Regions from separate parts of the Mus musculus genome. Here all the other regions are linked to region 4. Evidence: chromatin contacts called from public Hi-C and HiChIP or PLAC-seq data. All regions are on one chromosome and are shown on one strand. Each heading gives the region's core, a stretch centred on a gene start, on an enhancer-like site or on the middle of the called end of the contact. The rest is flanking DNA. Distances are from core to core; before and after follow the strand shown.

The links. Hi-C and Micro-C count contacts between places; a contact is called where the count stands out from the background. HiChIP or PLAC-seq counts read pairs in DNA pulled down with a chosen protein or histone mark.
Region 1: an H3K4me3 HiChIP or PLAC-seq map of neural tube shows a contact between it and region 4, with 11 times the contacts expected there. The contact joins the promoter of Aldh9a1 here to the promoter of Pogk in region 4. A contact is called at or near these places in 15 of 39 promoter capture datasets (the 3T3-L1 cell line, the HPC-7 cell line, HPC-7-derived erythroid cells and 11 more), 5 of 484 Hi-C or Micro-C datasets (B cells, CD8 T cells, bone marrow-derived macrophages and 2 more), 11 of 115 datasets of contacts at active chromatin or transcription factors (astrocytes, bone marrow-derived macrophages, craniofacial prominence and 8 more) and 2 of 9 other capture datasets (adipose tissue and liver).
Region 2: a contact with region 4 is called in a Hi-C map of B cells, with 11 read pairs. The contact joins the promoter of Tmco1 here to the promoter of Pogk in region 4. A contact is called at or near these places in 9 of 39 promoter capture datasets (3T3-L1-derived adipocytes, cranial neural crest, frontonasal cranial neural crest and 5 more), 1 of 484 Hi-C or Micro-C datasets (B cells), 8 of 115 datasets of contacts at active chromatin or transcription factors (bone marrow-derived macrophages, craniofacial prominence, embryonic basal ganglia and 4 more) and 2 of 9 other capture datasets (adipose tissue and liver).
Region 3: a contact with region 4 is called in a FOXA1 HiChIP or PLAC-seq map of pancreatic cancer cells. The contact joins the enhancer-like site here to the promoter of Pogk in region 4. A contact is called at or near these places in 4 of 39 promoter capture datasets (the 3T3-L1 cell line, the HPC-7 cell line, cranial neural crest and 1 more), 1 of 15 datasets of contacts at CTCF or cohesin (large pre-B cells), 1 of 484 Hi-C or Micro-C datasets (bone marrow-derived macrophages), 7 of 115 datasets of contacts at active chromatin or transcription factors (SST interneurons, bone marrow-derived macrophages, embryonic forebrain and 4 more) and 1 of 9 other capture datasets (liver).
Region 5: a Hi-C map of B cells shows a contact between it and region 4, with 7 read pairs. The contact joins the enhancer-like site here to the promoter of Pogk in region 4. A contact is called at or near these places in 3 of 39 promoter capture datasets (hippocampal neurons, liver and pre-B cells), 2 of 484 Hi-C or Micro-C datasets (B cells and cortical neurons) and 3 of 115 datasets of contacts at active chromatin or transcription factors (bone marrow-derived macrophages, embryonic forebrain and forebrain).
Region 6: an H3K4me3 HiChIP or PLAC-seq map of bone marrow-derived macrophages shows a contact between it and region 4, with 5 times the contacts expected there. The contact joins the promoter of Mgst3 here to the promoter of Pogk in region 4. A contact is called at or near these places in 3 of 39 promoter capture datasets (hippocampal neurons, liver and pre-B cells), 6 of 115 datasets of contacts at active chromatin or transcription factors (astrocytes, bone marrow-derived macrophages, embryonic forebrain and 2 more) and 2 of 9 other capture datasets (liver and macrophages).
Region 7: a contact with region 4 is called in an H3K4me3 HiChIP or PLAC-seq map of bone marrow-derived macrophages, with 7 times the contacts expected there. The contact joins the promoter of Uck2 here to the promoter of Pogk in region 4. A contact is called at or near these places in 6 of 39 promoter capture datasets (the 3T3-L1 cell line, the C10 cell line, hippocampal neurons and 2 more), 1 of 484 Hi-C or Micro-C datasets (cardiomyocytes), 14 of 115 datasets of contacts at active chromatin or transcription factors (SST interneurons, astrocytes, bone marrow-derived macrophages and 10 more) and 2 of 9 other capture datasets (adipose tissue and liver).

The regions. Positions count from the first base shown.
Region 1 is chr1:167,348,287-167,352,558 of GRCm38.p6, forward strand. It overlaps Aldh9a1 (aldehyde dehydrogenase 9, subfamily A1), which reads left to right and starts at 1,705. Exons shown (of 11, transcript NM_019993.4): 1 at 1,705-2,130; 2 at 4,234-4,272. The coding sequence starts at 1,950. Gm24182 (a small nuclear RNA gene) reads left to right here and starts at 739; the gene lies at 739-845.
Region 2 is chr1:167,306,799-167,310,976 of GRCm38.p6, forward strand. Tmco1 (transmembrane and coiled-coil domains 1) reads left to right here and starts at 1,872. Exons shown (of 7, transcript NM_001039483.1): 1 at 1,872-2,135; 2 at 2,508-2,585. The coding sequence starts at 2,066.
Region 3 is chr1:167,229,054-167,232,870 of GRCm38.p6, forward strand. It overlaps Uck2 (uridine-cytidine kinase 2), which reads right to left. Exons shown (of 7, transcript NM_030724.3): 5 at 840-937. Among named protein-coding and RNA genes, the nearest start is that of Gm46170, 36 kb to the right of the region's middle. Within about 2 kb of position 2,093, at least 61 of the 459 cell types and tissues checked have an H3K27ac peak or open chromatin away from gene starts, as enhancers often do. A contact at or near this core is called in pancreatic cancer cells, where this site is marked.
Region 4 is chr1:166,407,276-166,411,200 of GRCm38.p6, forward strand. It overlaps Pogk (pogo transposable element with KRAB domain), which reads right to left and starts at 2,553. Exons shown (of 6, transcript NM_175170.4): 1 at 2,432-2,553; 2 at 1,723-2,056; 3 at 1,124-1,257. The coding sequence starts at 1,741.
Region 5 is chr1:167,368,359-167,372,395 of GRCm38.p6, forward strand. It overlaps Aldh9a1 (aldehyde dehydrogenase 9, subfamily A1), which reads left to right. Exons shown (of 11, transcript NM_019993.4): 11 at 1-172. Mgst3 (microsomal glutathione S-transferase 3) reads right to left here. Exons shown (of 6, transcript NM_025569.2): 6 at 3,608-4,037. Among named protein-coding and RNA genes, the nearest start is that of Aldh9a1, 20 kb to the left of the region's middle. Within about 2 kb of position 2,028, at least 21 of the 459 cell types and tissues checked have an H3K27ac peak or open chromatin away from gene starts, as enhancers often do. A contact at or near this core is called in B cells and bone marrow-derived macrophages, where this site is marked.
Region 6 is chr1:167,391,341-167,395,262 of GRCm38.p6, forward strand. Mgst3 (microsomal glutathione S-transferase 3) reads right to left here and starts at 2,501. Exons shown (of 6, transcript NM_025569.2): 1 at 2,411-2,501.
Region 7 is chr1:167,283,107-167,287,076 of GRCm38.p6, forward strand. It overlaps Uck2 (uridine-cytidine kinase 2), which reads right to left and starts at 2,021. Exons shown (of 7, transcript NM_030724.3): 1 at 1,670-2,021. The coding sequence starts at 1,768.

The DNA of each region.
Region 1 (4,272 bases), core at 455-2,954, 940 kb after region 4:
GATTTATTATTATAAATAAGTTCACTGTAGATGTCTTCAGACGCACCAGAAGAGGGCGTCAGATCTCACTAACGGTGGTTGTGAGCCACCATGTGGTTGCTGGGATTTGAATTCAGGGCCTTCGGAAGAGCAGTCAGAGCTCTTCCAGCTGGGCCATCTCACCAGTCCTCCTTTAAACTTTAGATCAGCGGCACACTCTCCTTCCCCCTTCCCCCGATACACAGGGAGTTTCAAAATTCTCTCCTTTTCTTGACTTTAAAAAAAAGGAGGTGCCAAAATAAGAATGAATTTTCATACCAACATTCTGACTTGATAGAGTAAGAGCAAATTTTGCTGTTGACTTTCATTGGGTTTGGGTCACACTCTACTTTTATTGCCACGATTAGATCAACAGATGCCATGGTCACATTTCTGGAACATACATCAGACGATCTAAATGTAACAAATCAACATGGGATGGCTGGGCAGAATACTTTAAACACAACTGGCCACAAAACGACCAGCTGTTATCTCTGTACCTGTCAATGATCTTGACCCAGGCCAGATGTTTCCAGATGTTTCTGACCAACCCCAACAAAAGCAGTCCTTTGAGTTCGGGCCTAGGTGTTCTTAATTGGGTACTGCTGTTTCCATTTGAGGACCCAAACCTACACATCTCAGAGGCACTGAAAAGATTAATTCGTACAGAGAGCTGAGAAAATTGACCAAAATTTTTACTAAATTAGAAGAACACATTCCATGCTCGCTTCGGCAGCACATATACTAAAATTGGAACGATACAGAGAAGATTAGCATGGCCCCTGCGCAAGGATGACACGCAAATTCGTGAAGCGTTCCATATTTTTGAGCTAAGACGAAAGGATGGACTATCTAGAGACTACCCCACCCGGGGATCCATCCCACACTCAGCCACCAAACCCAGACACTATTGTATATGCCAGAAAGATTTTGCTGAAGGGACCCTGTTATAGTTGTCTTGTATGAGGCTATGCCAGTGCCTGGCAAATACAGAAGTGGATGCTCACAGTCTTTTAAAAGATGGAACACAGAGCCCCCAATGGAGAAGCTAGAGAAAGCACCCAAGGAGCTGAAGGAGTCTGCAACCCTATAGGTGGAACAACAATACGAACTAACCAGTGCCCCTAGAGCTCGTATCTCTAGCTGCATATGTATCAGAAGATGGCCTAGTCGGCCATCATTGGGAAGAGAGGTCCCTTGGTATATTGCAAACTTTATATGCCCCAGTACAGGGGAATGTCAGGGCCAAGAAGAGGGAGTGGGTGGGTAGGGGAGCAGAGCAGGGGAAGGGTATAGGGAACTTTCGGGATAGCATTTGAAATGTATATAAAGAAAATATCTAATAAAAAAAAAGAAAAAAAGAAGAACACATTCCCTAATACTGTGCTTCTACAAAGCACAAAAAGAAATCAAAGAAATACAGTAAGGAGAATGTTGCAAAAGCTTGCAGGCCCAGTAGAAGGGGTCTCATTATCCTTCCAGGAACTCCTTCGGGATCTGGACCGGAGGACTTGGGTGGTGTGGTGTTCCACGTAATTATCTAGGCCAAAGGTCTTCCAGTTCCAGCCCCAGAAGCTCTCACCAGGCCCTTAATTATGCTGACTAGGCCCAAGCTACTCACTCTAGGCTCTCATTGGCCGTCCTCTCACGCCACACCCCCTCGTGGCACGAGGCCACGCCCCTCCCACTGTCCCTTCCTCCCAGTGGGCTCTACTGGGCTCTCCTTGAGGGCCCCGGGTCTTCACACTCACGGTCCACACCTCCCCGAGGTCCTGTTCCCTAGTGGTCCACCCCTGCCCAGCCAGGGTCGCCTCTTTCCATGGGCCACGCCCCAGAGATTCCGCCCCTCGCCACTCCCTCCTCGTTACCGCGCTATCTCCCCCTCCAGTAGTAATCTGCTGGGGCTTCCGGACGCTTTGCACGCGTAGCAGATGATCCTCGGTGCAGTCGGTTCTGTGCTGACCTCGCTCCTCCGCATTCACCGGGCTGCAGCAGTCGCCGCCATGAGTACTGGCACCTTCGTCGTGTCGCAGCCGCTCAACTACCGCGGCGGGGCCCGTGTGGAGCCGGTGGATGCTTCCGGCACGGAGAAAGCGTTCGAGCCAGCCACCGGTAACCTGGCGCGGGGCGGCACGCGGATGGGGTGGGTCTTCCCCGGCCCTGTGCACTGAGTCTGCTGCCCCGAGTCCTTCCGAGCTCTCCGCCAAGGGTTGCTGAACTTGCGTGGTCGCAGCACGGAGCACAGAATGTTGGGGAGGCTCCTGGAAAAGAGGGGGCGCTATGGGTGCGGTGGGGTGCGCTGGGGGGCCGGGAGTAACTACATGGCTGGAGCAGGAGAGTCTGGCGTAGAACCTGTGGGTCTTTTGAGTTTTGAGAGCTGGGCCTGCAGGAGAGTCTGCTACTGGGATGTTGACTCACAGGTGATTTCTGTTATGCATGATCCACATGACCTTCCCCCTTCTAGTGCTGGGATATTTCTGAACTTCGATGAGAGTTGGGAAAGGAGAGAAAAAAAAAAACAGCAGCCGACAACATCTGTTTAGCTTTAGTGCCTGCTAGCTCTCCAGGTTAACAAGAGAGAGAGAGAAAAAAAAACATTGAACATGTGTAATCACGTGTAGTGCTTACCACTGTTAATTAATGAACTTATCCGTTATCTCCACGTAGTTTCCACCTATGAGTAGTGAGAACTTTCATGCTCTGCACACTTGGCAGATTTTAAGTGAATATGTATTTTACGGTATTATTAGCTGTAATCACGATGTTCATTAGATTTCTACAGTTCATCCTTGCAAGCACTTAATGCTTTGGAGCAAACCCTTAGCACAAACTAAGGAGGAAGCGAGTTCTTTGTTTCTTGGACTTTGGGTTGACTTTTGTGTTTGTTTTGATTATTCTTATTGAATATTCAGAGCAGGGAAAAAAAATGTGTTCTGTAAGCCAGAAGGGCTTGTTTAGTGAGAGAAGTAAAAGTACACTGACCTCCACGAGGCAGGGATTTGCCAGAACCTGAACTGATGGGAGAGGCCATGATAGCTGGGAAGAGTTTCTCAGCCTGCCTCCCTTTAGAGGCACAGAAGCAGCATTGCCCGCAGGTGAGCTCTGGCCATTGCCTTTACTCGCAGGCGATCTTCAGCCATTCTGGTTTGTCCAAGAAATAGGTTTATGAAATCTCAGAAATTCCTTGTGAAAAGAAACTGCTGAAAACCTTTTGTTGGTCGAGTTAGTTGGGTTATGATCCTTCAGATACGGGCTTAAAAAGAAAAAAAAAACACTAATCTTTTTTTTTTTTTTTTTATCTTTGAAAGACCATTTTATTTTATTTATATGTGTACACTGTTGCTGTCTTCAGACACCCCAGAAGAGGGCATCGGATCCCATTACAGATGGTTGTGAGCCACCATGTGGTTGCTGGGAATTGAACTCAGGACCTCTGGAAGAGCAGTCAGTGCCCTTAACCCTGAGCCATCTCTCTAGCCCCAACACTAATCTTTCTGTTATGATGGGGATAGGAGATTGAGACTTTAAGAAAAGACTGGCCTTTAGCGACTAAAGTTTCTTATTAACCTTATTCACCAAGTAGTAGTCTGATAGTCCCTGATTAGAACACAGATAAGGGACAGTTTACAGTAATAGACTGATGACTTTCAACTTGGATTTTGCAAGACTGTCAAGATTCTGAGTCAGTATTAAGAACCATCACAAAATGACTTCTAGAAGGTCAATGTTAGTAAACTTTTTTTTTAAAGAGGTATTTATTTATTATATGTAAGTACATTATAGCTGTCCTCAGATACTCCAAAAAGAGGGAGTCAGATTTCATTATGGATGTTGTGAGCCACCATGTGGTCGGTGGCATTTGAACTCAGGACCTTTGGAAGAGCAGTTGGTGTTCTTAACCGCTGAGCCATCCCTCCAACTGTAATGTTTAGTAAACGTAGCTATCAAATAGAGGAGGGCATGGCCTCTTAGTCTCAGGCTATGGTGAGTTTTAGACACCGAATAGTTTCAGCAGTTTTGTAATGTGGTTAAATTCTTGTTTTTATGGAGCTAGATCTGCAACCCTCGTTGGAGTTTAAAGGGATTCCCAATACAAAAAAAGCTAAGTACTAAATGAGACCCTGGGAGGGATCCATCCTCCAGAGGATGCTGATAGAAACCTCTCAGATGCATTGCAACTGCTTGAGATGAAATCGGCTCTCCGCTTCTTTCTAGGCCGAGTGATTGCCACTTTCGCGTGTTCAGGAGAAAAGG
Region 2 (4,178 bases), core at 622-3,121, 900 kb after region 4:
TCCCCTTTTCATAACTTTAAGCTAGTGTATGTAGAGCTACAGTATAGTATGGTTTAACTAGATTCTTAATATTATATAGTCAGCATCATACTTGTTAAACTCCACATCAAGCACGTATAAAATGCTATACAGTACATATTGTCTCAGTCAAGCTTCTTAACAGCTTTACCCAGCTGGTGCCATTAATGGTTACAGAAAACTGAGGCTAAAAGCCTTAATCAGTAGACTCAAGCAGAACTGAAAACCTGGCAGAGCTAAAGGTCAACCCTTTGTCCTATCTCAACATTTACCTTGGGTGATGTAGAAGATTAAATAAAAACATACCCTTGTGTGAACTCCTGCTCAAATCAAGACTCAGCTCAGACTGACCTTTCTGAAGCTATTCTTTTCTTTTCTTTTTTGGTTTTCCAAGACAGGGCTTCTCTGTGGAGCCCTGTTTGTCCTGGAACTCACTTTGTAGACCAGGCTGGCCTCGAACTCAGAAATCCACCTGCCTCTGCCTCCCAAGTGCTGGGATTAAAGGCGTGCACCACCACCGCCTGGCTTCTGAAGCTTTTCTGAATCCTCCGTGAAGAATCGGTCTTGCGCTCTCAACACTTTAGCTATAATTCTATCTTACTATGGCGTACAATTTCCCTGGGGAATTTTGGAACCAAGGAATCTTATCTTGCTCCATCTTACAGGGCCCAGTACTGTTCCTGACATATATTTAATGTCTATTAAAGACGTATATTTATAGTTATATCTTTATTTAATAGACATATATTTAATATCTATTAAAGGAGTCCTGGATAAATATAAGGCAAGAGAAACTAAAAAGGTAATGCTACAGAAGATTTATAAATTGTGTGCAGTGAAATTTGGAAGAACAATGACAGAAAATGGAAGTCAAACTGGGCATGGTGGCACAGTTATGGAAAGCTAGGACAGGGGGGTCTCTTGAGTGCTCCAGGTCAACCAGGGCTCCATAGTGCAACCCTGTCTCAAAAAAACACAAGGACGCACAAAGGAAGACTTCTGAGTTTTCTTGAGGAAAAAGAGCAGATCTGAGAATTGGGAGGAATCGAGTGCTCTTATATCAAGGCCTTCCCGTCATTTTCTCGCCCCGCTTGCACACGGTAATTTACAGTCCATCACGGAGGACATCTGAGTGTATGAGGCTCTCTCAAGACATCCTACTTTTACACACCACACCTTTTTCTATCCCCGTGTCCGTCCCCCCCCAACCCCCCGGCTGTTTTTTTTTTTCTTTCTTTCTTTTTTTTTTCGAGACAGGGTTTCTCTGTATAGCCCTGGCTGTCCTGGAACTCACTCTGTAGACCAGGCTGGCCTCGAACTCAGAAATCGGCCTGCCTCTGCCTCCCAAGTGCTGGGATTAAAGGCGTGCGCCACCACCGCCCAGCCCCCAAAACACTTCTAACTCAAATTCAACGTTTTCACTTCTTCCCCTTCGACTGCGCCACCGTTCCTTCCAATAAAAGCCCGGCCGCAGCAAGCGAGTTGTGCAGCCCTTCTCCTCCAACGGCGTCCCCGGCATCATAAAGGCTGGTTTAACCAGCGCCCGAGGACTCCTCGACTCGGCTCGCCCAGCCCAGGACCGGGGCGAGCCCCCAGACCCTGACGCTCCGCACGCGGTGGCCTAACTTTTCGGCCACGGAGGCGGGGATGCGGGTGAAGTCCAGCCACCGTGTGACAGGGTTCTAGTGTGAGGTAGGCGATCGGGCTCGGAGAGCAGGTAACGCACTGCCGAGGTCGCAACGCCGCCGCCACCACACCGCCATCCTCCGACCGACCTGGCTTTCCAACTCTCGCGAGACCGGGCCTGGCGCGCGCCTTCGGCCCCCGAGACTTGCGCGTTGCCGCTCTCTCCCGACTATGGCGGCCAGACGGCGGGAGTGAAGCCTGTAGTTCCGGGTCGGCGCCCCGGAAGCGGAAGTGTAGACTCGGGGCTGTCAAAGTTGTAGCGCTCCTCGAGGGTCGGTCCCGCCACGTCTCTTCCCGGTCTCTCTGGCTCTGGAGTGCTTTCCCCCCGCGGAGGGTGGGAGCGCGGGGACAGACGGGCGAGATGAGCACCATGTTTGCAGACACGCTGCTCATCGTCTTTATCTCCGTGTGCACCGCGCTGCTCGCCGAGGGTGAGGGCGGCTGTTTCCTTGGACGTTTGATTAATCCCAGGGTGGAAGGGCACTGGGGTCCCTCGCACCCCATGAGCAAAGATCGGGAGCCTCACTCCCTGCGGCCTGCGTGGTCCGTTGCAAGAAATCCCGGGCTCATCCCCCTATAGAAGCAGGAGAGTAGTGTGGAGTCATACGTCCTGATTTTCTTTACGTATTTGTGGATACACTGAAAAAAACAAAACAAAACATGGGTTGATCTGACTTTGAAAAAAGTTACTGATAAGTATAGAGCAAAATGTCGAAATCCTTTTGTCTCCAATACTAACAATTAAAGATGGTTTGTTGTGATTTCCATTTATTTCTCATTAGCATGTTGCTTTTACTGTTTAGGCATAACCTGGGTCCTGGTTTACAGGACAGACAAATACAAGAGATTGAAGGCAGAAGTGGAAAAACAAAGTAAAAAATGTGAGTATGGTAAGACGGTGGACGGTTCAACACGGGAAGTTCAATGGGTGCATGTTCACAGTAACTAAGAGAGGAGTATACCAAGAATACTACAAGCCAGTGTTCCTTGTTAGGGCAACTGAAATCTCAACACTCAGGAGATGGACATGATTGTGAGTTCGCAGCTAGTGTGGGCTACATAGGGAGATTCATGTTACAAACAAAACCATACTCTAACTTGGTAAAGATAGAAATCAAAGACCTTTGTGCAGCATCTTTAATAAAGCTAAAAGGAATCTGGGTGTGGTAGAGCTCCAGATAGGGCAGGCCTGGTCTACATAGTGCATTCCAGGCTGGATCTACTTCCTGTCGAGACCTTGCCTAAAACGGGGGGGGGGGGGGGGGGGGCGGGGAGCTAAAGGGGAAAGGGGTCATGGCAGACACACACACACACACACACAGAGTCTTCATTCTAAAGAAGAGGTCCTGTTCTGTTGTGAGAGACTATGGAAGATCTCATGGTACAGATGGACCCAGTGCCTTGTGGATTAGTTAGAATGTAGATAGAAGATAAAAGAGGGAGAGGAAATTCTAGGGAAAGGAAAAATCACGTAAACATGGAGATTTGAATGTGTGAGCTGTGTTTGGAGAATAAGTCACTGTGACTAGTGTCAGTGGGAGTGGTACCCTTTAAAGTTTAGCCAAGTTTCAGTCGGGTGAGAAAGCTGAAAAATGATTGAAAAAATGATTAACATGGGTAAAATTTGTGACTTTTGAAGGAAAGTTAAAATTTAGCAGGGCACAGCTGATCATATAAATAAGGCCTTAGGTAGCCCAGGCAGGCCTCACATTTCTGATGCCTCACCCTTAGCTCCCCAGTTACTGGGACTTTGAATGGTTCTCTAAAAGCACAATTGGTATCCAGTGTTGGTTGGTTGTTTTGCTTTTATGAGGTGGGTCTCATTTAGCCCTGCTTGGCTTTGAACTCACTAGCTGAAGATGACCTTGAGCTGATTCTCCTACCTTCCAAGAGATGAACTATAGAAATTCAGAACCCTAAACCATACCTAACTTGGCTTCTAAGAGTTTCTACAGCTACCTTTATTCCTATATCCTTCTTATTTCCTTATATCTTTATAAGTTTTGTGAGTGTCCGTTTTTTGTTTGTTTGTTTGTTTGTTCTGTTTTGTTTTTAATTTTAGACAGGGTCTTATATAGGCCAGGCTAGCCTATAAAAGCTAACTCCTTAGCTGAGTTTGACCTTGAACTTATGATCTCCTGTTTCTGCTCACTAAGTGCTGGAGTCACAGTTATTCACCATCAAGTCAGTTTGTGGGGTGCAGGGGACTGCACTCAGGGCTTTGTGTATGGTAAGCAAGCACTCTGCCAGTTGAGCTGTACTCCTCAGCTCCCCTTGCATTCTTCCCCCCTAAATTATCCTATGTGAGGGGCTCAGAGCAGAGAGCTGTGATAGAGTTCGTGCCTGCCATGCCCAAAGCCTGGAGTTCACCCTCAGCAGTGAAAAATATGTCATTTGGTGCACATAAAAACCATTGTGGTTGGTTATAAAAATGTTTCCACCTTATGGGACAGGAGATTGAGACCCAGGAAGTT
Region 3 (3,817 bases), core at 843-3,342, 820 kb after region 4:
ATTCCTTCCGCAGCTTCTTCCCTTCTCAGGACCACATCACACCCTGAGTCTCGGGCCCCATTTGGCCTCTCCTGGGGAGATGTGTTTCTCTGGCGGATTATAAGCTTTGAGTCAGTCCCCTTCGGTTCTCAGAAAGCCACCTCACAGGGAACTCCCAGGTCAACTCTCAGGTCCTCCAGAGGGCATACAGCTGTGCCAGGACACAGGCAAGGAAGAGGATTCTGGCATAGCCCAGCACTCCCTAAAATGAACCAACTGTCACAGTGCCTCCCTCCACGACCCCTGCACCCACACTCAGCTTTCTGGAGTCTCCAGCCGGTTAAGGTCTATCTTGGATGTGAGCTAGCTTCAAGCAAAGGCTCGATACCATAACCCTTCCAGGCAAGAAACGCAGGTTGCGCTAGGAGATACTCAGGGCTAGAGTAACCTTAAGAGGAAGAGGGGAGAAAGACAGCAGGACGGAACCCAGCCTGCTCTCTCAGGACTTCAATCAGGTGCTCACTCGGAGAGGAGTAAGATCTGAGCTGCAGCTGAAGCCCAGATGAATCCAGCAATCTACCATCACAAAGCTAGAGCGAAGGCCCAGCAGCTAAACGCTCTTATCGTTCTCCCAAAGGACCCAGCATAGGCCTGGCGGCTAACAACCATCTGTAACTCCAGTTCCATGGGATCCCAAGCCCTCCTCTGGGCACTCCATGCATGCGGTACACAGACATACACAGGCAAAAACACCCATACACATAAAATAATAATAATAATAATAATAATAATCCTTTAAAGAAGATGAAATCATTAAATATCAAGATTTACATTTAGCAAAGACAAAGAATACAACTCACTGGCAAGCAGAATTCCTCAAAGGCAGGCTTCACAAACGTAATGTACTGTGATAAAATCTGCTCAAGGTCCCTCCCTCTTTCGCTGATGTCCCTCAATACTGCAAGAGAAGGAAAAACAAAACACAGAAATCAAGAAAACGGTTCGTGAGGGAGCAGACCGGGCCCATGCAGGTCGCCCGCGTGACTGAGAAGCCGGACTTCAGGTTCTTGACCTGGGATGGATCAACAACAGATTTAGGAAAAAACAAGTTGCGTTAAGTCTTACTACCAGCAAATTCTACTACGGTGTGTTCTCGAACATAAAAGGCTGCCTGACCAAGACCAACAAGCAGCTTTCTTGTCACAAGCCAACAGAATTTTTACAAGAACCAGGAAAGAGCAGGGCGCCCCCACTGAGTCCGACAACAGGGAGCAGCTGGCAGCGGCTGGCGGAATGCTCACCAGTGTTCCCAAATCCACAGCAACCACCACCACCACCACCACCATCCCACCCCTCAACCCCTGCCCACCGGGGTGGAAAGCCCTTTCTGCTCACCTCGGGCACAGAAGTTTGCGAATAGAAATGCCCCCGGTGAGTTCTCTCCCATTCCAGGCAAAAGTAAGCCGGAAAACGGAGGAAGCCCAGATGGATCCAGAGTCACCGCCTTCCACGTCTATGATCTCCCTCAGTCCCTCTAGTCAGGGACCTGCAGCCAGCACTTTTTAAAAACCTGTTTTAAGGGCCAGACTATCTTGGTTCTGTCACTGTGCTCTGACCTCCCCAGGGCTCAGTTTCCCTTAGAGAAGTGAGGTAGGAAGGAGGGCCTGTCGACCAACGCAGCCCTCTGCACAGCTGTCATTTTTTTTTTAAAGATTTATTTATTTATTTATTTATTTATTTATTTATTTATTTATTTCTTATATGTAAGTACACTGTAGCTGTCCTCAGATACTCCAGAAGAGGGCATCAGATTTCGTTACGGATGGTTGTGAGCCACCATGTGGTTGCTGGAATTTGAACTCGGGACCTTTGGAAGAGCAGTCGGCGCTCTTAACAACTGGGCCATCTCGCCAGCCCCAGCTGTCATTTAAAGCTGACTATTAACATGCTACGTTCTTTATCTGCATTCCCAGGGATTACCAGATCTCAGCCAGGCCGCTAAGTAGTGATGTGTGTGTGTGCACATGCGTACACGATCACACCCGCACACGTGTGGGCACACCCCACACAGACCTGCTGCTGCTGCTGCTGCTGCCTGCAGGCCAGACCTGGTAACTTCATCTGTCATAAGAGAAGCCGGTGAGTCATGCAGTCAGCTCTGGGGGGAAAGTGACCCAGCAGGACTGCGTGGCTCTCTTTATCTAATGACTATGGATCTGGAGGAACGTGACCTAGATGGGAGTCCTGTCCCTAGAGACTCCTGCTCCTGTGACCTTAAACAAGTGACTTCTCCTCTTTTGGGTCTTCATTTCCTTAAACAAGAAGCTGACAACGTAACATCCTGATTATAACTGGGGGAGGGAGGAATCTCACGGAGCCTATAGGCTGGTCTTGATATGGAGCAGAGGATGACCTTCAACTAACTCACACACCTGCCTAAACTCCCGAGAGCTGGAGCTGGCCGCTGTGCTCCGTTTTCACGCAGTGCTGGGGAAAGAATCCAAGCTTGTGCCCACTGGGCAAGCAATCTATGAACCAAGCTCCATTCCCAGCCCCGATAAAGCTATTAGTTAAGATGACAGGGAGGCACAGAAAATCTTCGGCATGGCAGCTGGCACACGGTAGGTTCAACAAGCCTACCCTCCTGTGACAACTGCAATACCGGCACAACCTGGAGGGGGCTCCTCAAGCTAAGACCAGCCAGTGAGGGGAGGGGGCAGGGGCCGCAGGAGTCCTGCAGAACCCCAGACAGCTAAGGCAAGGTCCGGGAGAGGCCAGTAGAACACAGACACATGCGATGCGTATTTTAAAGGGACAGATGGAAAAGAAGAGTCACAAAGACACGGGTCCCAGATATTGAGGACATACGATAACAGAAAAGGCACTGTCACCCAACGCCCTAAGAGCCTTCAAAGAAGTTGTCACCTTAAACAGACTAGGATGGCTCCATGGCCAAGGGCAGGCCGGGGTCAGCCAGCACACTGCATTTGAAATGCCCTGCTCCTTGGCCACTGCCAAGAAATGGAGCCAGACCAAAGGCTGAGTCAGAACAAGATGTTGGCACAAACCGGAAACTCCAGAAAAACCAACACTCCCACCCCACCCCACCCCAGCCCAGCCTGAACCCCACACTCGGGTTGGAACAAAGCAATGTGCAGGAAGCTAAATGTCTGCTAGCTCCCTGTCTGGCCTAGAGGGGCCCGACAGCGGCACTCTAACCGCCCAAGCCTCTAACTGCCCAAGCCTCGTTTCTGCTTAAGAGCCCACCAGGAGGAAGGAGCAGAGAGAGAAGCACTCAGTAAATGCAGAGAGTAAGGTGATCTAGCGGGGCCTGCGGGATTCTAAGACCCACTTCTCCCTGGCTGGTATGTCAGACACCTAGCACACATAGCCTAGGTTAGGAATGATGGGTGGAAACCTGGCACCCAGCTCTCTCAGAATCTTCTCCAGGCCTCTATCTGCTCCTGTTACTCACTCACTGTCCCCCCGACCCTGAAGATCCCTGCATCCCAAGCATACACCAAGCGTGATTTGTGTCACACCTTGAAAGAAGGAACTTGTAGAAATGACAAGTAAGAAAACTCCACAAATCCACCAGGAAGGGCAGGGCTTTGCAGAGGGGGGACTTGTAAAAACACATCTGAAACAAAGAGGCAAGCAGTCTGCCCAGGCAGCAACGGGCAGACAGTCACTGACCAAGGAGAACCTCGGGGGAGCTGGGTGCATATGCCTTTAAATCTCAACCCTTGGAGGCAGAGGCAGAGGCAGGCAGAGCTCCCAGGTTCCTCATCACTTCAAGGACTTCCCATAGTCATATGGAGACCCTCTCCCCATCCCA
Region 4 (3,925 bases), core at 1,303-3,802:
AGTAACTATAGGTACATGGTAGACTTCCCAGAGGTAACAAATGCCCACATCTTAGGCCTACCCCTCCAGCTGCCAGGCTCCCTCCTCCAGGCACTCTGCTCGTTTCTTTCTTTGCTGGGCAAGACATGCTCTTCCCTTGGCTCTTCTCACTTGCTCAGCACAATCAAGATGTCTACTGTTAATGCTTCTCCGTACTTCCCCAGCCCATTTAGACACACTGGGTCGCTCAATTTAGCCTCAGAATCCAGGGTTTCTACCGCTTTGAGGTCTTCCTTCAAGCTAGACAGGACTGACTCCTGCCTGAGTCAGAACTGAGAACATAGTGCACAAAGAACATGAACAGATAAATGCAACCGCTCCAGACCAGTGAGCCCAGAGTCCCGCAATTATTTATGATGCCACTATGAAACCTAACTCAGAAAGATGCTCCACTGGCGGGGCTGCAGCTCAGGAAGCCAATATGTAAGGATTTTCAGAGTAAAGCAGACAACTCTTGGGTACCTGAAGTTCCCTTCTGTAGGAGGAGTGGACCAGATAATTTGGAAGAAGGGTCTTTCTGGTTCTTTGCCTACAGCTCTGTGTTCTATGATGAAGGGCTTCCCGCTCATGGGACACCAAGGATATTTTGTACTGATGCTACTGATAAATGTTTATAGACAACGAAAAACTAAGCAATGCCAATTTATTGTTCATATTCAATTTCCATGTCTCTAGTAACACTGTAAATAAATGTGTGTGTTAAATACGGTTGCACCTGTACCTGTGTAATCTGTGGAGCCTGGCACTTCCACTCACACCTAGGAGACATACACCTCTCATGCCAGCTCTATGACCCAAGTCTTCCATGAATTTGGTGCCTGTAATACGTATGGTGCTATTGTCAGGCACAGGGGAAACAGGTACTGAAAGAGTGACAAGTTTCTGAGACCTGTAATCAGCCTTGCTGCCGGAAGTCCTGTCCTCTAACCACCTCCTCCATTATTTGTCTTCTGAAGCCACCAGGCTGTTTTCTCAGGAATGTAAACACAGGAGACTGGGCTATTCTTACTTCCATGTCTGCTCCGGGAGGAAGACCCCCAAAGCAAGCCTGGCTCTCAGGCTGGACTGCTCACACTTTACTTACCCATGCGCCTTCTGAGCAGATTTGTACTTTCTGCATATCTATGGGGCCATCCTCCAACTCTTGGATCTCAACCTCTTCCTCCTTTTGCTCTTCTTTCAGGGTCAAATTCAGAGGGTAGGCCCGGGACTCCATTTCTGCATTCAAGAGTTAGCAGACAATCAGGTGTCAGTGGGAACTAGTCTGTGAGAGGGCGGCTCAGGCACACACACACACACACACACAAACCTGTTTAGGTCAAAGCACTGTCTGCTTCCAGCTGGAAGGAAGGGGTTCAGAAAGGTGGCTGGCTTATTTAATTATTACAGAGGCTGAGGGCAGATAATTTATCTGGCTAACTTCAAATATTTAAAGAGCCCCCTGTGGCACGGAGACCAGAGTAGTTTTCACAGAGCCTCTGTGCAGAAGGGCAGAACTTAGAACAGTGGGTAAATATCCCGGGAAGAGGTTTCAAACAGCTCAGTGATGGGCAGAAGTTCCCACTGCCAGGACTGTTTGAGCACGGAATCAGGACCAGAGGAGGGCGGTGCTGATTTGCTACCACATCAAAGTATCTCAGCCTAGATAGGAAATTTAAATAGTTAGCCCAAAATAGTTATCACCTGGGTTTTCCAGATTCATAGGCGCTGTCCACAAGCTACTTCAGAAACTTAACAGTTTTTCTGCCTCAAAGGACCTCCCAAAGCCAAGTCCATGATGCAGAGAGGGGCGTGCCTGGGTGGCAGAGGCCAACCCAAACCTGGCTGGACTTCTCCTCGCCTCTGGGTCGCAAATCCTCTCTATTCGAAGCCTCCTCAGGCTGGTACAAAGAGGTTCCCCAGAAGAGACTGCGGGCAGCTGCTGGGTATGCAGAGAGTGTGCATCTGTGAGCTCCATTTCCCGGGACTTCCCAAGCAAGGATCTTCCCGGAGTTCAGAGTCAGCTTCTTCAATGTTTCTGGGGTGGGTGGAGGCATGGGGAGGTAGGAACACTCGTGAGGTCACAGGAGTCCCGGGACCTGAACTTGGCCGCGGCCTGTGCCCAGCTGCGGGGCGGGTGGTGGGAGGGGCCGGCACGAAGGTGCTCGCCGCCGCCCTTGCCCGCTCCAGCCATCTTGTCCAACCCTCTCCCGCCACCCCCGCCCACCACTAAGGTCCTCGGTCCACCTGCGGGGCGGCGACAGCCCACGCCGCCTACCTCCCCGGCCGGCCCGCAACAAAGGCGGCGGCGGAGGCGACACTGCCACCGGCGGCCCCCGCCCCACCGTGGCCCAGCCTCCTCCGCCGGCCTCGAGGACGAGCCGCCCGGATCCCGCAGCCCGCGCGCACTCACCCCGGCCGAGCGGGCGGCGTCGCCGCAAAGGGCGACGAAGGCTGTGGCCCGGCATTCACCGCGCCATCGTCTCCACCGCTCCCGCCGCCCCAGCGCGGCCCCTCGGGAGGGAGCGAGGACACGTGGTGGGAGGGGAGGGGTGGGCGGAGCCCAGGGTGTTAGGGGCGGGCTAGGGGCGGTGACGTCAGCAGGTCTCGGCGGCGCTTCCGGCGACCTCGGTGCTTCGAGCCGCGTTAGCCCGGTGGCTGGCTCACTTGCGGCCGCCGAGGTGGGCATTTGCTCGGAGGAACACCGCAGCCTTTCCGCTCAGGCATCCAGAAATGCTCTGTGCGCGGAGGGGTGACCGGGCTCATCGTTCTTGTTCTGTCCAGAACGCTGATCCAAGCATACCAAGAAGCGAACTTGAAGATTTTTGTAGTATTGCCCTTTAACTCCCAAGCATGTAGTTTCCTGGGCGTAGTAGGTGTGAAGAAGTTTTTTCGAGTTGTTTGCCCACAGCTCTGTGGAGAATATAGCAACCATGTTCCAGGAGACCTCGAAAATCTTCTTATTTCAGAAAAAGATTCTACAGTCGGAGATCTGTTTGGACCTTGTTTAAACAAACACCACACACACACACACACACACACACACACACACACACACACACACACACACTTCATACTTATTGAAAATACTAAAAGATTGAGTTCAACTTGGGGGTTGGTGATTTATAGCCAAGGAGAGGAAGGGGTGTGGATGTCAAGAGTGTGGATAATTACTAAGAGGAATTATCAAAGATTGAGGGATTCTTGCTAAACCCACTAAACTGGATTCTGGTTGAAAGCAGACCAGGGTGATCAGATAACAAATGTGCTAAACTGACTTAGGATTCTTGCTTAAATAAGGCTGGGCAAGCAGAGGTGGGGGTGGGGAGCACGGCAGCAGAGGCAGCTCAGGAGAGGGTTCAAGAGCCTGTGGTTAAGAAAAGAATCGTTTTTAAAAATCAAAATATTATTTTAAGTAATATGTGCATGGGTATGTGCTTATGCCTGAAGGCTAGAGTCATGGGATACCACTGTGTTGGAGTTACAGGTAGCTGTGAGCTGCCTGATCGGGGTGCTGGAAACTAAGCTCTGATCCTCTTCAAGAGCAGTGCACTTAACACCCGAGCTGCCTTTACAGCCCCCAGGAGAAGCTGTTGTTAAACATTTTACTTTAAACTTATTGCTTCTGTTCACTAATGTGTGTGTAAGCACAAATGCCAAGGCATAGATGAGCTGTGCTTTTTAATACATATAGTACGACACAGAAGACTCACTCTTGAAATGTTGTTATGGCTGACAAGAGCAAAGAGCAATGATGGCTTAATCACTGCACAGAGATTATTGATATATTGAAAGAGAAGGTTAGGATTCCTTTGTTGTTTTAATGGATAGCTCTTTTGATGTATATATTTATTTATTTTTTTAAGAATCAGGAATGGTGGCTTAAATTAATTGATATTCTCATTTT
Region 5 (4,037 bases), core at 778-3,277, 960 kb after region 4:
GATTTTACGCAGATAACTGACTTGCCTCAGTAAACACTCATCCTGTCTTCCACAGCACTTTATCTCTGATTCTTGCAGTACAGCCTATGGCCATAGAACCGAAGAGAACCTTTAGAATGTGTGAGTTATTTGTACGCTACCATTACAGTGAATTAAAAACCTATTACACTGCTGATCTTTTTGCCGTCTTAATTTGAGTCTCATCTTAAGGCTGGGTAGGAGACAGGAGAAAGCACCAGGCAGGGGAAGGTGAGCCCTGCCAAGTACAAAGGGCAGGGTGGGGCATGACGACTTTTTGTGCCCTGTCCTTCCCTGCAGTGGGCAGACCTTGTAACTGCAGACCGATGCAGTTAAGCCCAGCCCAGTGCTCCTTCTGGGGACCAGTTACGTACAGTGACGGTGGCATTTAGAGATAAGGGATGATGGCTGCTAGGCTTCTCAGTCTCTTGCCTTTGGATGGTGAATTATGGCCGTTCGCACCAGAATGCTGAAAGCAGCCTTTTTTGGTGTTATTTGTCCTGACATATTTATGAATCCTTGTTTTTTTTTCTTCACACATAAAGACCCATTTTTGTCTTCCTTTTCAAGGTTTGGGGGAGTTGACAAAAGAAACCAAGCAATTAAACAGCAGTGAGATTACAGTGAGTTCTTGCTTAAGCCCGCTGCAGCTTTTAACTGCAGTTAAGAGAAAGCCCGTACGCCTCATCATGACCATCCACACTGTCTGGATGTCTGATGTCGTCTGTTACTCTCCACTTTCTCCTCTGGGTTCTCTGCCAGGCTCTTCCCTCTTTAGACCACGTTTTCCAGCTCGTCATCTTACAGGTTCCTTACACCGCAAGCTAACCTCTGTTCCAAGGTACGGTACCCATCACACACCGCCTCCTCCCTCCCTGTTAACATCCACTGTTACTGTAACTGTTTTTGTGCAAACTGTACCCTTCCTCCACTAGAACACAAACGGAAAGCAAGAACTGCCCTGTCTGAGCGTCTGAGCGGATAATGCTCAGTGTGGCCAGGGAGCCACAGCACCTGGTTGGTAGAGATGCAGACCGAACCCACCTCAAACCTGTCAGTCAATTTTAGTAAGATCCTCAGATGAGGCATACACAGGGTGGCTTGCCAGGCAGTGCTGTGAGAGAAATGGTTCTCTAGTTTGGCCCTTCATTAAGGCTGCCTACTGAACGTTAAATGTACTGAGATGCTAATGTAAGTGATCTGGACTCTGGTTCTCAGGTGAATTCAGTAGGCAGCTGGGCTAAGCCCTGCTCTGAGCACGTATGCTTAGTCACAATTAAACATTAAGTGTGCGAGTTGCCCTAGCCACATCGCAAGTCCTCAGTATATAAAACAGGTGCTGGTTACTTTATTGGACAGTACAGAGTATGTTTCTGTCACGTCAGAAAATTCTACTAGAAAGTTGTTTAAGAGGGATAGGACAGACAGGCTGCTCATTTATGTATTTACTTATATTTATTTATCTGTGTAAGTGGGTGTGTGTGTGGGCAGGAGTGGAGGTCAGAAAGCCCACTCAAGGAAGTGGGTTTTCTCCTATTAACATGGATTAAGGGAATCACACTCCGGTGGTCAGGCTTGGTGGTAAATTCTACAGGATGAGCCATCTCTCTGGCTTAAGACTGGTCATCGTGATCAGGATTGGATAGCATCTTAAGAATGTAAAGGGGAAGTTATCCAAATTCTGGGTTACACCAGCAGATGGCGCCCAAGCTTTCTACCACACCTTGAGCCCTGCTTCTGGTCTTGGGCGCCTCCTACTGTGCATGCGTGATCATGGAGCCTCAGTAATTGTGTACGAGGGTTTCCAATGTCCCTAATGGCTCATGTACTTACTTGAAACTTGGTGCCCCGTTGGTGATGTTTTAGGAGGCTGTGGGATCTTTGGGACATACTTCTGTTAGGTGGAGAGATACTCTGGTTTCCTTTCCTGATTCACATCATTATACCCTTAAAAGCTGACTCCCCACTGGTCTGCTCCACTTTTGGTTATATGAGCTGGTCACATGGAGAAAGCAGCAGCTACAGTCTGAGGGAGGCCAGGGCAGGAAGGTGTCACAGCAGAAACAGCAGCAGAGGACAGAACTGAGACAAAAGGACGATGTCTGTTAGGATCCAGAGACAAGAAACAGCAGTCTCTGGTTGCTAGAAGAGTCAGAGAGCTGTCCTCCTTAAGACCAAGGGTCTTACATCCTGGGCCAAGAACTTTAACTGGCTGCTACAGCAGTGAGTTCTTCACCTGTGGGTCGTGACTCCCACCTGTGGGTTGTGACTCCCTGGAGGTTGAACAACCCTTTCACAGGGGTCATACATCAGATACCCTGCATATCTGATGTTTACATCATGATTTGTAACTAACAAAACTACCACTATAAAGTAACAATGAAAAATTTATAGTTGGGGGTGGGGGCATACATGAAGAACTGTATTAAAGGGCCCCAGCATTAGGAAGGTTGAGAACCCCTGACCTAGAGGCATGACTACCTGGGACCTGCAGAAGGACTGTAGCACTGGAAGGCACCCCAAGCTGCTGTTCCCACCTGGTTACTACCACTGCCCACAGCTGTCACACAGGGACGCCAGTACTCCAGAGACCAGCACTGGGTCCTCCTGCCTCGCTGGGTCTCAGTGAGAGGAAGCAGTTCTCCAGGTCCCCCGGGGTGCACTTCTTTTATAACACAGATAAAACCCAGTTACTGCAGAGGTTTACCGATGTCCCATCCCTTTCTAGTCCCAACCCCAAACTTCTTATCTCACTATCACCATTTCATAAGGGAACACTTACTGCTGCTAAAAGGAAGGCAAATATGAAGGCAAATTTAAAACTTTATGGGGGTGGGGGTGGGGGGTTGGCGAGGGGGCAGCCCATTTCCATTTCCATTTCTTCAGTACACTGGTGACATATTCTCATGACCCGCTCCGGGAATGTGTTCTGTTCTAATTCCCAAGGGTGTCCCAGTCATCCCAGTACAGCTGAGCCACCCTTCAGTGCCTTCATCTCTGAAGCTTGAGTGACTCAGTCCAATGGAAAATGCATGGGGTTTATAGTTAAGGCTCTGTTCAGCAACTAACTCTGATCCTCAGAAGCTATCGAGCATGTGAAGTGTGGCTGGCCCAAACGAAGAACTTGTGCGTCTGTTATAAGCATTATCCATCTAAAAGCCACTCGTGGCTAGCGGCCACCCAGTTGGATGGCAAAGGTCTAGACGCCGTGTTCTTGTTCATACCTTGCAGTCATTATTTTGCCAGCTTAGACCATTCTCTAAAGGCCTTTCCTCTTTGTTCCTAATCAGACATTGGCATAGACACTTTAAAAAATTTATTTATCTTTATTTTATGTATGTTGATGTCTTTTGACTGCATGTATGTCTGTGTGAGGGTGTCAGAGCCTCTGGGACTGGGTTTACAGACAATTGTGAGTTGCCACATGGGAGGTGGAAATTGAACCTGGGTCCTCTAGAAGAGCAGTCTGTGCTCTTAAACACTGAGCCATCTCTCCAGCCGGTTTCCTCATCTATAAAATGAGCTGTTAGCAATTCTAGCATCACAGTTATCCCTAGTTTCATCTGTGTCTATTGCTTAAGAAAGAAGCTTTAAACAGTTAACGTTTATTTGTATAGGTGTTACATACGTGTGCGACATACAGTGCACGCGTAGAGGTCAGGGGCTAACTTGTGGGAGCCAGATCAACACATGGCCATCAGGCTTTGTGACAAGCGTCGTTACCTGCTCATGTGACTGAGCTCATTACTTAACCTTTTAAGCAACATAAACAATCTTCAATAGATTAAAAAAAAAAAGTCCATACCGTTAATTATTAGCATCAAGCGGTACTTTGAACTAGAGCCGAGGATGAATTTTTCCGTCCTCATCACCATGACTTCATCACCGATTCACAGACTGTGTCGCGGGGGTGGGGGTGGGGTGCGCTCACAGCTTTGCTCGTAATGGGTAGAAATGGCACCATTATTTCACTAAGACTCTCAGAAAGAGATGCAGGCAGGAGCTTTAGGTATGAGGCT
Region 6 (3,922 bases), core at 1,251-3,750, 980 kb after region 4:
GCTGCATTTCTTGCCACAGACAGGCACGTGGACTCTGTGACAGAGCTAATCTTACACAGGGAAACCTGACAATAACACCAAGGTTTTTTTTATTCCAGAGGACAGTGGACTCGGAAGCAGGATCAATAAACTGAGCTGCAAGGGCTGGGGAGATAGCTCAGTCAGAAAAACTGCTTGCCAAGTAAGCATGAGTAGCTGCTTTAAGCTCTCTGAATCCATGTTAAACAAACAAACCAACCAACCAACCAACTAACCAACCAACCAAGACCCAGCGCTCAGCAAGCTCAGATAGGAGGACCCTGGGCAAGTTCAGGCCAGCAGGCTGGCTGAATCAGTAAGATTCAGTGAGATTCTCAAAACTAAGATGGAGAATGACTAAGGAAGACATCTTCATATGTATGGACATGCACATGTGCTTATAGTCATTCATGTGTATATATACATCACATACAACATACACACATTTTAGTTGCAAAAATAACAGCGGCATATTCTAAAGAGATATAAACATAGAGAATGACTAAATTGTAGGTTTAGATTTTTAAAATAAAAAAAAATTCGAATTTAAATCATAGGTTTAAAATGAGCTAAGTGTTCAGTCAGTGTTAGATTACTTTTGACAGGTTCATTTGACACCCACTCATTCTTGACTGGTCCAGGGGCTTTTCAGCATCTCTTTGGATAAACACACCTTTTGTAAGTGTGTGTGTGAGTGTGTGAGTGTGTGTGTGTGTGTGTGTGTGTGTTCTCTGTGCTGTCTACTTATAAAGGAGTTCCTTTTCAGATTGTTTCCTCCGGAACTCTACACAAGCAGGAGGGAATCTAAGTGAGGGAAACTCTGCCCTTGTCCTTTAAACAAGGACTCAATAAATGGCCCAGGCTGGCCTTGAATTACCATTCTCCTGCCCCAGGCTCTCTGGTGCTAGGATTCCAGTTGCAGGCCTCTGCATCCAGCAAGATTTTGTTCCTTAGTCTAAGGAAGCCCCAGTAGTTCAGTTTCTATGGCTGGCCACACTATCCCTGTCATTTTATATATAGTAACACTGGTTAAAGGAAAAAAAAAAAAAGAATCACTTGACAGAGTTTTCTATTTCTGTAACATTGTGTCAGGAAGAAGCTGAGCAGAATGTACTTCCCAGGGTGAAAGCACATGTTTGGATTTCAGATGTTAGTTTTATTTAACTCCTTAGATAAATTTAGCTCCTGTGAGAATAAACAATTCTGGATCCCCTGACTCAAGACAGTATACTCTCATTATGGACACACTGAAAGAAAACACACCGGGTAACCCTGACTAATAACCTTGGCTGCTTCCGGGAAACTGCAGTCTGCAGGTGCCCTACAGATTCCCGCAGGGAAGCCCTGGTTTCTGCTACTACCTTAAAATCTGCAGCAGACCCTGCAAGGCCACACCTAAGCCACCAGTACAGGCAACAGAGCAGAGAGCTGGTTGCTCTCTGGGGCACCTCCTTTCCCTAGTTAAGGGATTCAAGTCCCAACCCGCAGCGCAGCGTTGCTTTCCTACCCATCCGACCATCTGTCTCTGCTTTTCCTCTACTTCCTTTTCCGCACTGACTTGTACCCTAGGCTACTTGCAGACTGGTGCCTCCCAAGCAAAGAATTAACAGAAACCACAACCTCGGGAGTGACTCAGTGTCTCTTACTCCCTTCCACCACCCTGCAGGTGCCCCACCCTGTGGTTCTGGGTCTCCCTGTAGCGACACAAGATAAGTAAAGGGACACTTGCGGACATGTGAGTATGGGATGAATTAATATCCCACTCACTCTTCCCAAGAAGTCTCTTGCTATGAGGACAGAAGTAAGAAAATGACCCATATTCAGGTATCAATGCAAATATTTCTACGAGGCGAGAGGAAAACAAATGCAATTCCCTCTGAGACCCTCTCGAAGGATCCTAGCAACAAGACATCCATAGCAGGCGCGGCGCTTGCACGCCACTTATGAAACCTGTGCTAGATCAGGTACGAATGGCCAGTTCCCACTGCAGAGTTCCGGGCTCCTTTCTCTGTATTAACAGCTGCAGTGAGTAAGGTCAGGTGGTCTCTTGAAGGCCGAAAGAGGGAGCCCCAGGTCTTTACACAATTGGAATTAAGGAGGGGGAGGAAAATAAGGAATTGAGGATGAGCTGACCTTGAGAACCTCCCTGAGTTAGAGATAGCGAGGTAGGGGCCTCCCCGAGAAGCTCCTAAGCTACACCATCGGGGGGAGCATGCAGGGAGGGCGGAGGGCAGAGTGGGTAGAAATGCAGAGCTCAAATCGACCGATAAAGAAGGGAGGTTGGAGACCCCAATTCCGTTCCAAGTGACTGAGATACCGGTTGTGCATGTGCAGGCATTCAGGTGTCCCAGTGAAGCTAAAGCTCCTGCAGCTCGCAGCTGCCAGCACTTACCTGGCTCACCTTCGTGCGCCTGGTACAGACCTGAGAAGCACAGCAGTGCCTAGGTGCGGCTCTAGCTGTCCCGCAGGACCCGCCCCACTCCGCCCCGCCCCGCGCGGCCACGCCCTCGGGACCGCCCCCGAGACCGCCTCTGACTTTGGCGGTTCTAGCTGTTTCTTAAACTAGACTGCATTTTTTCCCTGTGTCGGGTAGCCCGCATATCTACTTTTCCGGCTCCCCAGTGTATATATTTGCTCTACTCTCCAAGTATCTTTTCGTGACTACAGTATTAAATTGCTCCTAGAGATTTGTTCTGCTTGGTTGGAACAGAAGCGACAGTAACGCGTTAGTAATTTGTCCCCGGCAGGGCACTGTAACTCAGCTTGCTGCGCGTGCGCAGAAAGTAGAGCGTAGTTTATGGAGAGCTTGGGGTGGGTGGGGAAGGCGTGTGTCTCACTTTTGGACTCTCTTGGGGAGGGGGCGTTTGAAACTGTGGGAGTTCCCTTAGCCTGCGCCGTTGGCGCGTACCTCAGCTCTGCCTACACGGTGCACCGCACCCATTCTCTCTCCCCCAGCCCCACAGGCGGGCTCCTATGGCTTGGCTCGCCCAGGTATTTCTTCCCGGACCCCGGCACAAACTTAACAAAGAGCACAGGCGCACCCTCTTGTGCCACCTCGCGGCGGCCTCCAGGAGAGCCTTGGATAGGACCTACTAAGCAGAAGCAGACCTTGACTGCTAATTTCTATAAGTTCTGCTTTAAACCGGTCGCAGAAAGCACCGAAGCTATCTGCTACTTTTTTTTTTTTTTTTTTTTTTTGCCCCGCGTTTCTGAAATGCCCTAAGAAACTTAACATGCTACGACCTAAGAAACTAGGTCAGACAGTGCATACCTTTTAATGTCTCTCCCCTCCTTCCTCACAAACACCAGAGAATAAGTTTATTCTGTAGCCAAATATGAGTGACCATGGCCTGCAGTGGCCAACTGTAATTTCGTGAACTTCTAGTAACAGAACCAAAGAAATTCCTAAGTCAAGTTCCCTTTCTTGTACGTTGGGAACGGGTGGTGGTGGGGGCATCAGGTGTGCAGATTATAGCAAAGCCTGGAATAAGATCTCAGATATTGTCTGATGACATTCTTTGTCTTGAGTTCGTAGAGGCTAGTGGCAGGTTTGTACTCTCTGAAATGATTTGAGTGATAGGTCCGAGATAGCTGTTCAAATACATAAATGACTAGTAAGGATGTTAAAGCTAGCTTGATTGGCTGAAGGTTTCCACCCCTCCACAATCACCAAAATTTTAATCAGTACAATTTTTAAGATTTTCGGATCTTTAGCACAGCTTGCATACCCTTCCTTTCTTCCACCTGTCTTTCTCCCTCACAGCCCAGGTGTGCCTCAAGTTCATATTGCCATGTAGCTCACACTGGTCTTGAACTGATCCTCCTGCCTCCACCTTCCAACTCTTGGCATTATAGAGGTGCACTAGTGAGCCCATCCTCACGAGAATCTCTTCTTTGGGAGAAT
Region 7 (3,970 bases), core at 771-3,270, 880 kb after region 4:
ACTCATCTTCAAGTTTAAAGTCTCTTCCTGCCGGGCTGCCAGGCAGTGGTGGCACCCGCCTTTGATCCCAGCACTTGGGAGGCAGAGGCAGACGGATTTCTGAATTCGAGGCCAGCCTGGTCTACAGAGTGAGTTCCAGGACAGCCGGGGCTACAGAGAAACCGTCTCGAAAAACCAAAAACCAACAACAACAACAACAAAAAAAGTCTCTTCCTCACTAAGAGGGCTGACTGGACTTTAGGCTAATATTACCCCAACTTTTCTCTGGAAATACAGCGATGAATTCCTCTACAACAGGAATACTGGAAAATGAACAGTGCGGCTGAGGTGATTCCAAAAAGAGCTGATGAGGGGCCCTAATAGGAATGGCATTCCTAGACGAAGAACATATTGAAGAACATATTTTTTTTTTAAAGTTTAGCTCGTTAACAGGCAAAAGGCGGGGGGGGGGGGGACCCTAAGTTCCGATACCTAAACAGCATTTCAGAATCCTAGCCATGGAAGCTAAACTAGAGGCGAAATTCATCAATACTGGAGTCTGCGGCACACAACGCCGAATCTGGGCTGCTGAGCTAAAGTACTCCAGACCTGGAGGGAAAATACGTAAAAATCAAAATGGAGGAGGGGCCAAGGAGAAATGGGCTGGAAGCTAAAACCTCGTGGCGCGTGGCGCGCGTCTCATGGCGCCATCCAGCCTTCCTGCTCCACGCTGCCCAGCCTTGGGGACTCACCATCCGGCCTCACCAGCGGCCGCACGCGGCGCCCAGCTCCCTCGGGCGCCCCTCATGGAGCCCGAGCGCCCACTGAACTTGGCGGCTGTTAAACGGCAGGCGAACAAGCAGCCACATCCTAAAAGGGAGCGAGGGGGAGTAAAGAAAGAACCATCTGGGAGGGCTCCACCCTTCTCCACCTGCAGTAAAGACCCGAGGTTAAGTCAAGTCGCCCCTCGCTGCCGTGCAGGAGAAAATACAAAGGAAAGAGGTTCCTCGCAAAGTCAGACTCGGTAACCCCTTCCCTGCGATCCAAGGAGCGAGCGACCCGGACACCGAAGAGCATGGAGCCTGTACAACTTTCTCACTGAGACTGATGCGGTTTTCTCTTCTAAGCATAAAAGACAGCAGCCCCTGCTGTCATCCCATCCGTGACTGTGCCCATCGAGCTTCGGCTCTCCCGGAAAGCCCTGCAACCCCCAGGTGGGCTCCCGGCAGCGGGCGCGCCACCTCGCGCATCCCGGCCAGCCTCGCAGCCCACAGGCTTGGGCCGGGGCCAGGGCCAAGCCGGGCGGAGGAGCGTACCGGGGCTCCGAGGGAAGCCCCGAAAGCCGGGTCCTTACACCCGACTTGCAAAACAATAAGCATCCGCTTTCCGCCCCTCCCCCACAAGACCCTGACCACGAGTCACAGCCGCCGCCGGGAACCAGCGAGGGAGCGCACCATCCCTGCGGGGGACTTGTAGGAGGAACCCGCATCCTGGACCCTCGGTCGCCCGGGTCCCCCCGCTGGTCCCCAACGCCGCGCACCGAGCCTGCGCGGGGTCTGGCGGCGCCGGAGCGCGGCGGCCCGGAACGAGGATCCCGCGGGCCACGCGGTGGCAGGCTGCAACTGACACGGCCCGCGGGCGCCGGCCACATGCGCCGCCCGCCGTGCGAGCAGGGCGCGCGGACTCTTACCTTCCCGCTGGCCGTGCCCCCGCTCACGCCGATCAGGAAGGGCTCGCCGCCGTTGGGCTGCTGGTGGTTCTGCAGGGTCTGCTCGCTGTCCCCGGCCATGACTCGCGCCGCCCCTCCTCTCGCAGCCTGTGCGAACCGACGCACGCTCCCCGCCCGCGACCGGGCTCGCTCGGCTCCTCGCAGGAGCAGCTGGTCGCTGCTGAGGTCGAGGCTGGGCCGGCCGCGGCTGGAGCCCGGGCGCGGGGGAGGCCGAGGTGGCTTTCCCGGAGGTGCCGAGAGCTCTCCTGTGCCCGTGGCGGCCCGTGGGGTTTACATCCCAGGCAGAGGTCAGCGTGATGAGGCTGCTCCAATCCGGGCGGGCTGCGCGCTGCTATTCGCCAGGAGTCTGGCCCCAGCCTCCGCCCCGCCCGGGCCCCGCCGCCGCCCGAGGTCTCTGGGAAAGGTGTGAGCGCCACTCCCCTCCCCACCCGCCGGATTAACCCTTTCTGGGACGGAGCGGGGGGTGGGGTGGAGGGGTGAAGAAACCGGCTAGGTCAGCGTCTTAATGCGCCACTCTGCGTCCTATTTCAAAAGAGATCAAAAGCTAGAAGAGACTGCCAGAGCAGAGCAGAGACTGGAGGTTTGAGACGCAAAACTGGAAAAGGCTGGGAATATGAAGATGGAGAATTAATGCCTAGACCCTTCATCCTCACTGAAACTTGTGTTTTCAGAGACTCCCTTCCCACCCTCCGTGTGCCAAAATAGTGTGTCACCCGCTCGGCTTAAGAGAGTTCCTGTCTTGGAAACCCCCAAGTGCCATTTTCCTTAGCAGGTCTGTCCTCATGTGACTCCCTAAAAGAAGGGTGACTCGGGGACGGTTACTCCTCCCTGAAAAACCAGTGCCCTTCCACACCATCCTAGCTCCGCAGTACTGACATTCCCGTGGAGCTAGGGTTAATGAAAATAGAAACATAACAATGCCATTTCCATTCATTGATGACTTTAACTGACCTAGTTTATTAGAGGCAGGCAATTTGTCACTTAGTTAGGAAAACAGTACCAAATGGAGACTAAAAAGGAGTCTTCACCGCGGGAGCCAGATGTCTTCATTCACATCAAGTTCCATAAGCAAGGCCAATGTGCCTCAGTGCTCTATTAAATGAAAATAAAAATGATACACGCTAGGATTTTTGATGGGCTAAAATGAATTATCATAGGTAAAGTTTTTAGAACAATGCCTGAATATCACTGTAGAGTATTGGGGCTTGAAAAGACTCCTAAAGGAACCAGAAAGGGCAGTTTTGCTGGGCACACCTGAAAGGTAGTACTAGAATCTCCGCTTCTCTGAACTCTGAACCTCTTTTTTTTTGGGGGGGGGTTCGAGACAGAGTTTCTTTATATAGCCCTGGCTGTCCTAGAACCAGAAACCTGTAGACCAGGCTAGCCTTGAACTCAGAAATCCACCTGCCTCTGCACACCTTTAATCCCAGCACTTGGGAGGCAGAGGCAGGCAGATTTCTGAGTTCGAGGCCAGCCTGGTCTACAAAGTGAGTTCCAGGACAGCCAGGGCTATACAGAGAAACCCTGTCTCGAAAAATCAAAAACAATAACAACAACAACAACAACAATAACAACAACAACAACAAAAACACTGGCTGCTTGTCCAGAGGTATGTGGGTCCAATTCCCGTCACTCACTTGGCAGCTTCAGGGGATCTGATGCCCACTTCTTGGCCCTGCTTCCACCAGGAACACTGGTGCACAGATATACATGCAGGCAAAACGCCTATATACATAAAACAGGGTTTTGTTTGGGTTTTTTTGTTTGTTTTGTTTTTGTTTCTTTTCCAAGACAGGGTTTCTCTGTATCCTGAAACTCTATAAACCAGGCTGGTCTCAAACTCACAGAGATCCTCCTGCCTCTGCCTCCTGAGAGAGTCCTGGGAGTAAAGGTATGTGCAGCCACCACTGTGCTACAATTTTTAAGTTTAAAAAGAAATAAAAAATTTTAAGTCTAACACACTTTCTTGTTTTTGAAAACATCGTTAAAGAGTAACGAATCAGTCCAACGTGATATAGTGCATCTTCTCTCTTACTGACTTCAAAAAACAAAAAGGAAATAAGAAACTTCCAATTCTTTAGTGGAAAAACACCAAGGATTTAGCTGGGTATTGTTGGCAGATGCCTTTAACCCCAACACTTAGGAAGCCGAGGCAGGCAAATCTCTGAGTTCCAGGACAGTCAAGGCTGCACAGAGAAATCTTGGGACTTGGGGGGAGAAGACAGCACTCTTTGTTTTGTTCTTTTGAGATAGGATCTTATG